Linked DNA regions of Mus musculus: region 2 is linked to region 1. The links are chromatin contacts, called in public promoter capture Hi-C maps. All regions are on one chromosome and are shown on one strand. The core of a region is the stretch at or near the end of the contact, and the rest is flanking DNA. Distances in the headings are between cores, read along the strand shown. Region 1 holds the start of Slc2a5 (solute carrier family 2 (facilitated glucose transporter), member 5). Region 2 overlaps Slc2a7 (solute carrier family 2 (facilitated glucose transporter), member 7).

Evidence for each region. Promoter capture Hi-C pulls out the DNA fragments that hold promoters and counts their contacts.
Region 2: a contact with region 1 is called in a promoter capture Hi-C map of trophoblast stem cells, with 2.8 times the contacts expected there. The contact joins the enhancer-like site here to the promoter of Slc2a5 in region 1. A contact is called at or near these places in 2 of 39 promoter capture datasets (stem cell-derived epiblast-like cells and trophoblast stem cells), 1 of 15 datasets of contacts at CTCF or cohesin (embryonic stem cells), 4 of 484 Hi-C or Micro-C datasets (bone marrow-derived macrophages, embryonic stem cells and morula), 3 of 115 datasets of contacts at active chromatin or transcription factors (embryonic stem cells and microglia) and 4 of 9 other capture datasets (adipose tissue, liver, macrophages and 1 more).

Annotation. Positions count from the first base shown.
Region 1 is chr4:150,117,282-150,123,364 of GRCm38.p6, reverse strand. It overlaps Slc2a5 (solute carrier family 2 (facilitated glucose transporter), member 5), which reads right to left and starts at 4,021. Exons shown (of 14, transcript NM_019741.3): 1 at 3,815-4,021; 2 at 3,317-3,710; 3 at 2,600-2,681. The coding sequence starts at 2,629.
Region 2 is chr4:150,165,267-150,171,642 of GRCm38.p6, reverse strand. It overlaps Slc2a7 (solute carrier family 2 (facilitated glucose transporter), member 7), which reads right to left. Exons shown (of 12, transcript NM_001368869.1): 11 at 5,161-5,288; 12 at 2,601-3,379. The coding sequence ends at 3,161. Among named protein-coding and RNA genes, the nearest start is that of Slc2a7, 20 kb to the right of the region's middle. Within about 2 kb of position 3,077, at least 7 of the 459 cell types and tissues checked have an H3K27ac peak or open chromatin away from gene starts, as enhancers often do. A contact at or near this core is called in trophoblast stem cells, where this site is marked.

The DNA.
Region 1 (6,083 bases), core at 2,772-5,271:
CACCTAGCCTGACTTCCAAAGCCATTGAGGCCACAAAGCCACAGGCTCTCTTCATCTTCTGGGAGCGGTGAACTGTTTCTTTACAGGGTTGGATCATATGGTGCGTGAGTGAAAGTCTCACCTAGGCTTTCTTTCTTTCTCTTCCCCCTCCCCGCCTCCATTCTTTAAAGGAGAGAGAGAAGGAGAATTTGGGGATAGGACATAGCTCAGTGACCAAACCCTTGGGGAGCATGGGTTCCATCCTCAGTACCCCACTCTCCCCAAATTACTGCGGAAACATCTTGAAGTTTCAGTAAAGGCTTGACCCTGGGTCGGGTGTGGCTCAGGGGTGCAGGGAAGGAGGCCTCCCAGTCCTGCCCAGTCTATATAGTAAGTGTCACACATAAGTGGGCTAATTAGTCAGTCAACACAAAACAACCGTGAGGACCTAGACAGGACAGAGGGGAGGTGATTCCTTCCAGGACACTAAAGCAGCGGTGGCAGAGATACTTCCCACATCATGTGTTCATTGTCCAAACACTTGCATAGGAAAAAGGGGACATTTCACTCAACGGTTCTTAAGTAGTTCTGAGACCTGAGCTGCACAGCTACTGAGGGACAGCTGGGCACAACTGCTGTCTGGCATCTTCTCAGAATACCAGGCAGCCTCAGCCACCCTGGCTTCTCCTAACCCCCAGGGTTCATGCATGGAAGGACAGCTGAGGGGCAGGCAGCCAGAGGTCAGCCCAGGCCCCGAAGCTGGTGGCTGTCTGGGTTGTTTCCTTCCAGGCTGCTCATCTGCAGAGTGCACCCTGTGGGGACCTCTCTGTTCTTTTTATCTCTTGTTGAGCAGCAGCCTCAGGAACTCTTGTGACCCCGAGCATTCAAGTCCTCAGCCCCAGATGCCTTCCTATCAAATACAGGTGATAACACTCGGCCAGGTTGGACACTTGCTCGGGCAGGGTGACAATCTCAGACAGGTCGGGTGGTAGCAGCACAGGCCTGGAATCTCACAGCCACCTGGGCGGCTGAGGGAGAAGGATCGCAAGTTCAAGGCCAGTTGAGACAATTTAGAGAGCCCCCCCACTTAAACTGAAAGGGAGGAAATGGCTGGGGCGGGGTGGGTGGGGATGGTTCAATGGTGGGGGACTTGCCTGGCCTGCATGAAGCCCTGGCTTCAGTCCCCAGCACCAGAAAATCAACAAATAACAAAACCAGAACAAAACAGTTCCCAGGTTGACTCTAATTCTGGGTTTTGGGGCGGGATGGAGTCTGCCCTCTAGGGGACACTGGTTTATCATACCACAAGTAAAGTGGGCACTGGCTGGGGACATCCCTTGTCATCCTAGACAGCTCCAGGGATACCCATGCTCAGCATCAATAGTGAGGTCATCTGCTCCACAAGGCAAACCAAGCAATAGTATTGGCAAGAGGATTCAGTCCTGGCCAGACACTCACTGCCTGTGCATTGTCTAAGTGTTCCAGCAACCAGGGGGAGGGCGTGGTTATCAGTCCATTTTACAGGTGAGAAGTCACCTAGGTGGGACAGCACACACCTACAGCCCTAGCACTTGGGAGTTAGAGGCAGGAGGATCAGGAGTTTGGGGCCAGCCTCAGATGCACAAACTGTCTCTATAACTAAATTATCGAAATAAAGCATCTTGCCAAGGTTTTAGCTGCAGCTAAACGGGCGATGAGCTGGAACCAATCACAGGTGCTTCTCCCTCCTAAGACCACGCCCACCCTCTATGCCATAGGCCAAGCTTCCAGTCCATGTGTTACGGACCTTGGTAAATAATATTTTGCACAGATGCCTGCTCCTCCCTAGCCACATACAAACAAACGCCGTGGGAAGGATTAAAATGCAAATTCCTTGAATGTGTTCATCAATTCATGTAACATTTTTTTGTTTGTTTGGTTTTTTTTTTTTTTTCGAGACAGGGTTTCTCTGTATAGCCCTGGCTTTCCTGGAACTCGCTCTGTAGACCAGGCTGGCCCTGAACTCAGAAATCCACCTGCCTCTGCCTCCCAAGTGCTGGGACTAAAGGCGTGCGCTACCACTGCCCAGCTCATGTTACCTTCTTGGCGCTGGAAATTTTTCTCAACCAAGGAAATCTACACCTAATCCCTACTTACACTGTGAGTTTGGAAGAGAAAGGAAAAAAAAATTTTTTTTTTTTTTTGACAAACAGGGTCTTTATCCTAGGCTGGCTTTGAACTCCCTTTGTGGCTGAGATTAACCTCAAACTCCTCATCTCCCACCTCTACCTCCCAAGGGCTAAGGCACAAGCGTGAGCCATACCTGCTTCACCTTGGACTTTCTGGACCCATGGTAAGTACTCTACGAGCAGAACCATACTCACCAGCCCCGTTTCAGGCACTTTCCGAGAGCTGTTCCGGTGGCAGGATTCCTAACGGGCATCTGTCTACAAACACTGCACTGACTCCTATAAAACCCTACTCTTTGCTGGGCTTCTGAGCAAACTGCCCTCTTCCAGACAAGCGCATCCCGCCGCCCAGGGCAGGTTCTGCAATACCTGAGCAAGAAGCTGAGCAGTCGACACCCACCCCCGCCCCCGCCCCACCCCCCTCCTCTGACCGCTGCCAGCCACATACTCACCCCTGTCTCCTCTTGATGTTTTTCCTCCATCGTTGCTCTGCAAGTGCAGCCTGCGGCTCACCTCCTCAAAGTGCCAGCTGTGCTGTTCGGGAGGGAAGATATTTAGGCTGCACTTTGGCCGTGCCAACTCTCAGCCAATTGCATTTTTATTGCTAGTCTAAGTCAGAATAACCCTTTCAGGCACCGGCAGCGTTTGCCCTGCCTTTCACTTCTGCTTTTAAGTTAAACATGTAGAGTTTGGCTAAGCCAGTGGGTCCCCTGAAACTGTGGACTCAGCGAGGTACCCAGGGGAAACAGCCTCCACTGCTCAAGTCTTCACCAGGCACGGCCTTGAAAAATGACTAGAAAGTGTATTTCTGTCTGGAACACATGGACAGCAACAGCTGTCACCAGCCCTATGCCACATTAGATAATGGGCTAACATATGGGGCTGTAAAGGCTTAGCCTAGTGTTTCCCACCACACCTTCTACTGCCAAGTGTCCCTAGTGGAGAGTCAGTTCTTGCTCAAGCAACCATGATGAAACTGTTATTATCGTTACTATCACTATTATTATTGGTGCTGGAGACCGAGTACGGATTGCCTGTGCTCTAGGGCTGAGCTATCTACCCTGGCCTTAGGTAACGCTGTTTGAGGAGAAAACTTTATTTTGTCTTTTTAAGGAACCCCGAGCGGCCCGGAGAGATACACTTTTCAGTACTGGGAAAGTAGCAAATACCTTCTTGTACTCTTCCTTTGCAGGGCAGGCTAAGTCCCCAGAGGCTGGTGTGAGTCCAGCAATCTGCCCACAAGCTGGTCACCACGGGCTCCGGCGCTCAGCACGTGTTCAACTGCTACCGGACTGACCAGGCCAGGCAGCCAAAACCTGAGCAAAGTCCCACCAGGCCCGCAGATTTTCATCCTTGTTAGACATGCTCCTTTGATTTATTAGCTGTTGCTCGAGTTCAGTCAGCAGATGTCTTTCTTCTTGTCCTTCACCCTTCAGCCGTTTATCAGGAGCCCACTCTGCATCCAGAAGTGTAGATCCGCTCGGGTAGCAATGGACAGTGGGGGCGTCTCCTTCCAGGAAAACTTCCTTGTTTTCTTCCCACTCCAACACGGTGGCTCTTCAACTAAGGCGTGACGGGGCCAGAGAGATTCATGTATTTCAAATAGTTTGAAGAAAAACAAAACCTTCCAAAGAAAATGCACGTAAATTGTAGGTGGTGTCACTTACTTCGGGGGCGGGAGTGAGAGGTGGGGTACAGAAATAACGAGCCGAGTTTACAATCTTGGGAGCGTAGGGAACAGAGGCCAGCTTCTTGGCCCCCAACTATTAATCTTCTCTCTGCCTGTTTTACTGTAAAATGAGATCTGAAAGCTGAGGGTTCAATCCCTGCCTCAACTTTCTCAACAGGGTAGGTGGGTGGGTGGGTGCAGGTCTGTGGTCAGACCCTGAGAGAAGTATTCGGAGTGGGAGTCTGGTTTCTGCGCAGTCGCAGTTCAGCGCGACCAACGCTCATCCTCAGTCCCAAGAGCACTTGCGGTTGAGGTGAGCCGGGGAGGGGTGCGGAGGGGCAGGAGCGGGTAGGGGGCGGGGGCGGGGGAGGGGGCGGAGCTGCATGCGTCCCTGTGTCCCCTGGAGGGAGCTGGCGATTCTGTCTGGTCCTCTGGGCTGGCAACTGCAGTCTGCCCCAAGGACATCCATCCCCAGGGCTCTCTTCTCCAAGAGAGAAGAGAAGGTCATTCTATAGACATGTCTTCTGTGTCCCCTGAAGAACCTGTCCGCAATTTCAGGACCCAGCCAAGCCACGGCCAACAGGGTGGAGGGCTGGAAGGTGGGCAGTGGGCACTCTTAGGAACACAGTACCCTGGGTGCATCTGGTTTGAAAGTGTGTGGATGGATCCTCTTGGTTTTCAGACCTCCCAGATGGATCCGGCCTGCTGAGCCTTCCCTGGCCATCTCGCCCTTGCTTCTGTGGCTTCTGAATGCGGCAGGAAATCCACCGCTGTATCTAAGCTTTGGGATTCATTTTTATGCTTTTGTTTGTTTGTTTGTTTGTTTGTTTGTGTTTTGAGACTGAGTTCCATTATGTAGTCCAGGGTGTTGTGGAATTCACTGTATAGTCCAGGTAGGTCTTGAACCTGAGAGAGCCTGGTCTCGGATTCCCAAATGTTAGGGTTACAGGTCTGAGCCTCTGGTTCAATGGGACCTTTAAAAAGGCCTTTAATAAGCACTAATAAACCCACGGACATTTTGGTGAGTTAAAGAGCACAGAATGAGGCGGGTGGAAAGAATACATGTGACGAATTACTAATATTTCCAGGAATTTGACCTGGGTTTAGCAGCCATCTCTGATAAGAGCCAAGGGATTGTCTTAAAGAGAAAAGGGAGTGGCCAGGTGCAGTTCTCCGGGCTGGACTCTAGAGGGCCTTCTTCCATACCTTTCTCTTGGGGAAGTCATTTGATCCACAGTGGGGAAGGATGTGAGACAGGCCGAGCCCACCAAGCAGCCTCTCAGATCTTTTATATTAAGTTGCTTCTAAAATATTTTAAAATATCTATGTCATTTTACGTGAGTGTTTTGCCTTCATGTATGTGTGTACTGCATGTGGAAACTGGTGCCTGCTTAGGTCGCAAGAGGATGATAGATCCCCTTGAAGTGGACTTACATGTATGGTTCTGAGCCACCATGTGGGTGCTGGGAACCAAACCTGGCTCCTTTGCAAGAAGAACAAGAGTTCTTAACTGCTGAGCCCTCTCTCCAGCCCTTAAATTGCCTCTAAGTAGGGAAATAACTTTGCCAAAAATTCTGGGATGAAGGTCTAGGTCTCAGATCCCAATTCCAAAACCACGATTAGTAACACAACACAGAAACTTTGTCAGTACACAGTCCAGAAGAAGAGTATTGCTCAGTGTGGTGGCACAGCCTACGATCCCAGCACTAGGGAGGTGGAGGCAGGCTATCAGAAGATCTAGGCCATACTTGGATAGACAGTGTGGGCTATGCAAGACCATGTCTAAAAAAAAATAAAAAATAAAAGGGGGGGAGGGAGGAAGGAAGAGAGAGAGAGAGAGAGAGAGAGAAGGGAGGGTGAGGGAGGGGAGGAAAACCTAAATGTTTGGAAGCTGCTCTTTCTGGGATGTGAGTTTTCCTGTTAGTCAGTGTTTTTATTTACCCGGCCCTTTGCTGTATAGAGAAGAGAGAAAAAGGATGCAAAAATAGCCTTGGCCACTTGGGGCTCAGACTCTCGCTGAGGAAGCAGAGTGTCCTAGTTTGCTTCCCATGGCTGTGGTATAGACCACAACCAAAAGCAGCTTCGGAAGGAAAGGGTTTGTGTCAGCTTACAACTGCTGATCACAGTACATCCTCCAGAGAGGCCACGGCAGAAGCTCAAGCTAAACCAGGAACTGAAGCGGAGACCATGGAGGAAAAGGGCCTGCTGGCTTGTCCCTCAGGCTTGCTTTCTAAAATATTTCCCAGGACCATCTGCCCAAAGGTTGT
Region 2 (6,376 bases), core at 1,828-4,327, 49 kb before region 1:
ACCTTAATGTGGGCTTTGGGGACCAAACTCAGATTGTCAGGCTTGTGTGGCAAGTGCCATTAGCAACTGAGCTATCTTAGTGGCCTCAACAATGAGGGTTTCTGTCACCCACAAGGTCTCCTGGGAACTACAGACCCTTTTTTGTTGTTGTTGTTGTCAGCACAGATTATCTTACATGTTTTGGAACTTCATATAATTGAAATAATATTGTATGTATATTCATTTTAATTTTTTATTAATCATTTTATTCATCTACATTTCAAATGATATCCCCTTTCCCAGTTACCCCTCCACCAGCCCTCCAGCCCTCCCCTCCTAATTTTGTTTTGTTTTGAGATGGGGCTTCACTAAGTAGCCCCAAGTGCCCTGGATTTTACAGAGATTCTCCTGTCTTTGCCTCGAGAGTGCTGAGATTAAAGGTGTGTGCTACCATGCCCAACATGCATGTGTGTATGTATGTATGTGTATTTATATACACACATGTCATGTAATATATTATTAAATATTATATATTTAATATTAATGTAATAATATAGATTAGCATATCTTAAACAGGCTCTTTCTGTGTAGCTCTGGCTGGCCTGGAACACCTCTGAAGCCCAGGCTGCTCTGTCTCTAAACAGCAACAAAAAGTTTTAATTTATTCCTGTGATACAGCTTGAGTTGATATGACTATTAATACAGAGATTGATAAAAATGCTTTCATCTTCAGCCATGCACAGGGGCACACGCCTTTAATCCCAGCCCTCTGTGAGTTGGAGGCCAGCCTGGTCTACACAGTGAGTTCTAGGACAGCCAGGGATACATAGAGAGATCTTGTCTTCAAAAAAAAAAATCTTCTGGATCAGTGAAATGGCTCAGCAGAAAGAGGGGCTTGCTGTGAAAGCCAGAGAAAATGAGTTCAATTCCTAAAAGCTGCATGAAGATGGAGGGAGAGAACTGCCCCACAAAGTATTCTTTGACTTCAGCACACACTCCCACCCCACCAGTAATAAATCGAAACTTTTTTTTTTTTGAGACACGGTTTCTCTGTGTAGCCCTGGCTGTCCTGGAACTCACTCTGTAGACCAGGCTGGCCTCGAACTCAGAAATCTGCCTGCCTCTGCCTCCCGAGTGCTGGGATTAAAGGTGTGCGCCACCACGCCCGGCTCAACAAAACTTTTAAAGTTGTTTTTCTCTCTCTCTCTCCCTCCCTCTCTCTCTTTCTTTGTAGTTTGATATAAATGTCCCGGGACATTGTTGGAAAGTCTAGTCTTTTGTCATTTATAGTTCGAAAAATCCAATTGATTATGTATGTGTGGGCGTGCCTTGTTCTTAAGGGAGACATCAGCCCACTCACTAAGGGGAGTGTCTCCTCAGACTGATGGTTTTTATAAAATTGCCTTTGTGTGTGTGTGTGTATGTGTGTGTATATGTGTATGTGTGTGTATATGTGTGTGTGTGTGTGTGTGTATGTGTGTGTGTATTTGTATTTCTGTGTGTATTTCTGTGTGTGTTTATGTGTGTATATGTGTGTATATGTGTGTTAGTGTGTGTGTGTTTGTTGTTAACATTGAGGGAGGGATGCTGGAGAGACAGCTCAGTAGCAAAGAGCAGAAAATGGTGCTTGCTTCCAGCACTCATGTTGGGCAGTTGCCAGTCTACCATCACCTATAACTTCGCTTCCAGCGAGATCTGGTGCCATCCTCCTGCCTCTGCAGACCCAGGGCACTCCTGCAGCTGCACACACACACACACACACACGAATACACCCATTCACACACACACACACACACTAGCTATAGGTCTTGCTCCATTGTCAAGCTGCTACTGTGATCTATAGAACACAGTTGGAAACACTGGCTTGGATAGTCACATGATCGCCTGTCACAGACGGGAGAGAGGGACCCACCTCATACCGACAGTGGTGAATCTATAATCTTGACTTTAGATCCCTTCATTTGCTAACGGAAACACTGACTGGAATTCCGTTTTCCACATCAATTGTGCATTTTTTAAATGTGTGTGTGGTTCACGTGAGGGCAAGTGTGTGTGCATTTGTGTGTGCACACACGTGGAACCCAGAGATGACCTTAGTTAGATGTTGTTTTTCCTCAGACACCATCCACTGAGACCTTGGGCCCATCAATCAGGCGAGGTTGACTAGCCAGTGAGGTTCTGGAATCCTCCGGTCTCTGCTTCCTCTGTGCTGAGACTACAAGCATATGCCATACCTGGCCATTTCTGTAAGTGATCCGCATCAGGGCGGTTCCCTGGGCTCGAATGGCAGGCACTTAGCCGATTGAACCTCCCTCATCCCTTATAGCGACCACTGAATATTATGGCTTGGATCTGTGTCCCCAAAGTTTCATTTGTTGAAAGCTTGGTCCTCAACCTGTGCCTCTGACTGCTAGGAGGTGGCAGGCCCCTCCCCACAGGTGGGGTCTAGTAGGAGGTCTATAGATTATTTGTGGCATATTCTGAAAGAGGACTTTGTGTCTCGCCGCTTCTGGATCCTGATGTAAGAAGTCCACTCTGCCGCTCATTTCCACTGTCACGTGTCACAGTTGCCAAAGGCCTTAAGTCATGGGGCCCACCCAATCTTGGGCTGGAGCCGAGGAACCGGAGCCCAAATAATCTTTTATTTTTATGTTTGTTTGTTCGTTTGTTTGTTTTCGAGACAGAGTTTCTCTGTGTAGCCCTGGCTGTCCTGGAACTCACTCTGTAGAACAGGCTGGCTTCGAACTCAAGAGATCCACCTGCCTCTGCCTCTTGAGTGCTGGGATCAAAGGCGTGCGCCACTACTGCACAGCCTATCTTAAAAAAAATCAGTTAATTGCCCCAATTATTTTCTTATAGTAACATGAAGTGAATACCCTGAACTTATAAAGCTTTAGCTTAAAAAAATGCACCCATACCTCATGTAAGTTTTGGAATTAATATAGAATCAGAGAATCCGCTCCTATCAATCAGCACTCGTTTAAGCCCTCTTCCGCCTACGCCTTCCCTCTCATGTTTAGCCTTGAAGCCAACACCCTGCCAAGTAAACCGGGGGCTGTGTTTTCCAAAGTCTTCCGGTTGCTATGGGAGCACCAATGTCTCAGAGCTGTTACCCTCCCTGAAGGTCTGGCCCCCGAGATCCCTTCTCAGAGAAGGAACTATGTATGGGTCCTCGGAGCTGTCAAAAGGCTGTTTCCTTGGTAGGCAGAGACGGTGTGTGAGGCTTGGCCGTGGCTACTTCTTTCTCTTCTGGAAACTCCACTCCATTTCTCTTGGCAAAAGCACAGTTTATCTCTACAAATGTCCTGCCCTTGGTTTCAGGGATTACCACGTAGATATAAGCAGCAGTGAGGATACAGACGCCAGCGAAGACGAGAAAGCTGTAGGCTCCGATGGCCACCTAGGGAGGGGACAAGAGGAGGGTGACCCTTTCAGACAATACACTTGGTGCCTTTGTGAGTCACAGGGACTTTCTTCATGGCCAAAAGTATTCTAGCCCTAAAGGTAAAAAAAAAAAAAAAAAAAGTCGGGACAACTGGGCCCCTCCCTAACCTCCGAAGGAATCTTCAGTGTTTGGCTCACAGGTCCTTCCTGAACTGAAATCTGGAGTCTGGCAGGCTCAGGAGAGGGAGGCGTCAGGGTCTGCTCTTTTGTGCTGTCACTCAGATCTTCCCAGCCCTGAGCCCCTCTGCAACGAGCCATTTCCACCTCTAAGTGCAATCCCTGTATAAGTGGGACACGGCACACGCAAGGATTATCACTTGGGTTCCACGGCTCGTGCTTCTAACCCCAGCACTATGGGTGCTGAGGCAGGAGGATTCAGAGTTCCAGGCTGGGGTAGAGTATTGCCTGTTACGCATGTTAGGCTCTTGGTTCGATCCCAGGCACTGGGAAATCAGTGCATCAAGGAACCAGGCCAGAGTGAGTCAGTTTGGGCCCCTTTGAACTGGGAGATTTTGGGGGAGAGTGCTGTGTTTAGAGGCAAGTGTTCATGTAGCCCAGGTTGGCCACAAACTCTCTAAGCAGCTAAGGATGGCCCTGAACTTCTGATTTTTCTGTCTCCACCCTCTAAGCACTGGCTTTACAGACCTGTGCCACCATACGCAGTTTACGCTGAGCTGAGGATTGAACTCAAACCTTTGTGGGTGGTGGGCGAACACTCTTACCAACTGAACTCCATCCCTAGCCTCTGGGAGGTGCTCTTCATGAAGGAATAACTACTCCCTGCCTTGAGGTAAGGACAGGGACCACGAATGGGACATAAAACCATGCCAGGAAGTTTGGTAAGGCAGAGCAGGTCGAGACCTGGAGACTCGGTGGGCACACATCTGAGGCTTAAGTGACTCTCAGCTCCCTGCCAGACTCCTGACTTGGAACACGTGCCATGCTCCTCACATAAAACAAATTTATCTGGACACATAGACTCAAAACAGGGTTCTCCATGCTAACGAGGTACCTAGAGTCCTGGAGGGCTTAGCCAATATTCGCCTATTCCCAGACATTCCTCTCTGTACAAGCTATTTACTCTCAGGCCCACCCTGAGAAGTGGGGTATGGTTTTACGCATCCATTTTCCGCCATGACAGTAAACTGTTTAGAACCATGGACTGTCTCTTTTTATCAAGATCTGCTATGGGGAGCCATGAGGAAGGCCTTCACCTACAGATTGGCAGCCTAATCTCCCATAGAAGGCCTCTCTGTACTCCCGGCCACAACCACCACCAAGCCTGCTGCCAAGCTAAGGAGAATCATCCCAGCCAGGACAAGCCGGAACACCCCCCCCCCGCCCCCCCATTCCCCGTCCCCAACCTGCGCCATCCCCCCCACCCCCCAACCCACTTCATTCTCCCTTCATCTTTGACTCCTAGTGTTGCCTGGATGTCCAAGAGTCTGAGAACCCCATGGCCCCGGGCCTCCTCGTAGGCCCAGGGACCCTCTAGCCAGCTCTGGCTTTCTCACATCTTAGACTGCGCTTCTCCCACCCCCAGCCCCTGCCCACCCTAGTGGTACCTCAGTGCTACCCTACAACCAGGCACCTGCCCCTGGCCTCAGCATGGTATAAGCTCAGTCAAACTCCCTGCTTTCCACTTTCCCAAGCGGCCGTGAGCAGCCGTGAGCAGCCGTGCCCTGTGGCGGAGCGGACTCCCACAAACAGCCAAGGATGGCGTGAAGGGCCACTCACCTGGATGGATGGAAACGTCAACCCCACGATGAAGTTGGTGAGCCAGTGCACAGCCCCGTCCACAGTGAAGGCGGCTGTCCGAGAGGACTGCAGGACAATCTCTGTCCTCACCACCGAGGGGACAGGACCTGGGGGGAAGGAAGGCTCAGAGGGTCCTGAAGGCTACTAGGACCTGCCATGACCTCACTGCGAACCTCACACCCTTAGAGCACCTCACCTCTCTGTATGGGTCACCTCTGCTGGAATTGGGGACTAAAAAAAACCCCATCTTTACCCCCAAACTCTGGCAGAGGTTTGGAAAGCCAGGGGTGGCTGCCAGCACTGTTTCTCACAGCTGGATGCTATGGAAGGTTTGTAGAAACCCAGCAGGCGCTTCTTGGGATCCACACAGGGAAATCCTCTCTAGATCAGCCCAGTTTTGAAATTCTTGCTGTCTAGAGTCGCTGTGCCCTGCTCTGTGCCCTGGCTTGGACATTGCTGACCCCCCCCCCGCCCCCGCCAGTGTGCACAGGGATGGTAATGCCAGCTCTCCACCTCTTTCCCTATTCCAAATCTTTCTCTGCTGTCTCTTTGTTGCTTCCAGAGATGGTTTTGTCTCAAATGTCTATAACTATGTTTCTCCCTGACTGCTACCTCCATGAAAATGTTTTTGTTGTTGTTTTAGGGGTCAGTAAGATGGCTCAGTGGGTAAAGGTGTTTGCTGCCACGCCTGAGGACCTGAGTCGACCCACACAGTGGAAGAAGAGAATCATTTCCCACAAGTTGTCTCCAACTTCCACATATGCACCGTAGCATATGCAAGCAGACAGGCATATAAATAAATGAATAAAATGTAAAAAAAAAAAAAAAACAAAAACAAATTAATGTTTTAGATAAGCGCTTCTTTATCTCGGGCTGGTTTTCAATTCACCTAGTAGCCGAGGAGTGTGTAGCTCTAGCTAGCCTGGAACTCATTTTGTATGCATGAATAAAACTGATAATGCATTTTAAAAGATCCAGTGGGTCCAGAGCTGGGCCGGGTAACACACAATTACAATCCTAGCCCTTGGGGGCTGAGGCAGGAGGATTGTGAGCTTAAAGGCAGCCTAGTAAGGAAGATTTTATAAAGTAAGATTATGACTCTAATACCACAAACTGCACAAAGATTGTGGAGCCGTGCAGGTCTTAAGCCGAGCTGTTTGAGAGGTAGTGGTGGAGGAAAGACGAAGGGAAGCTC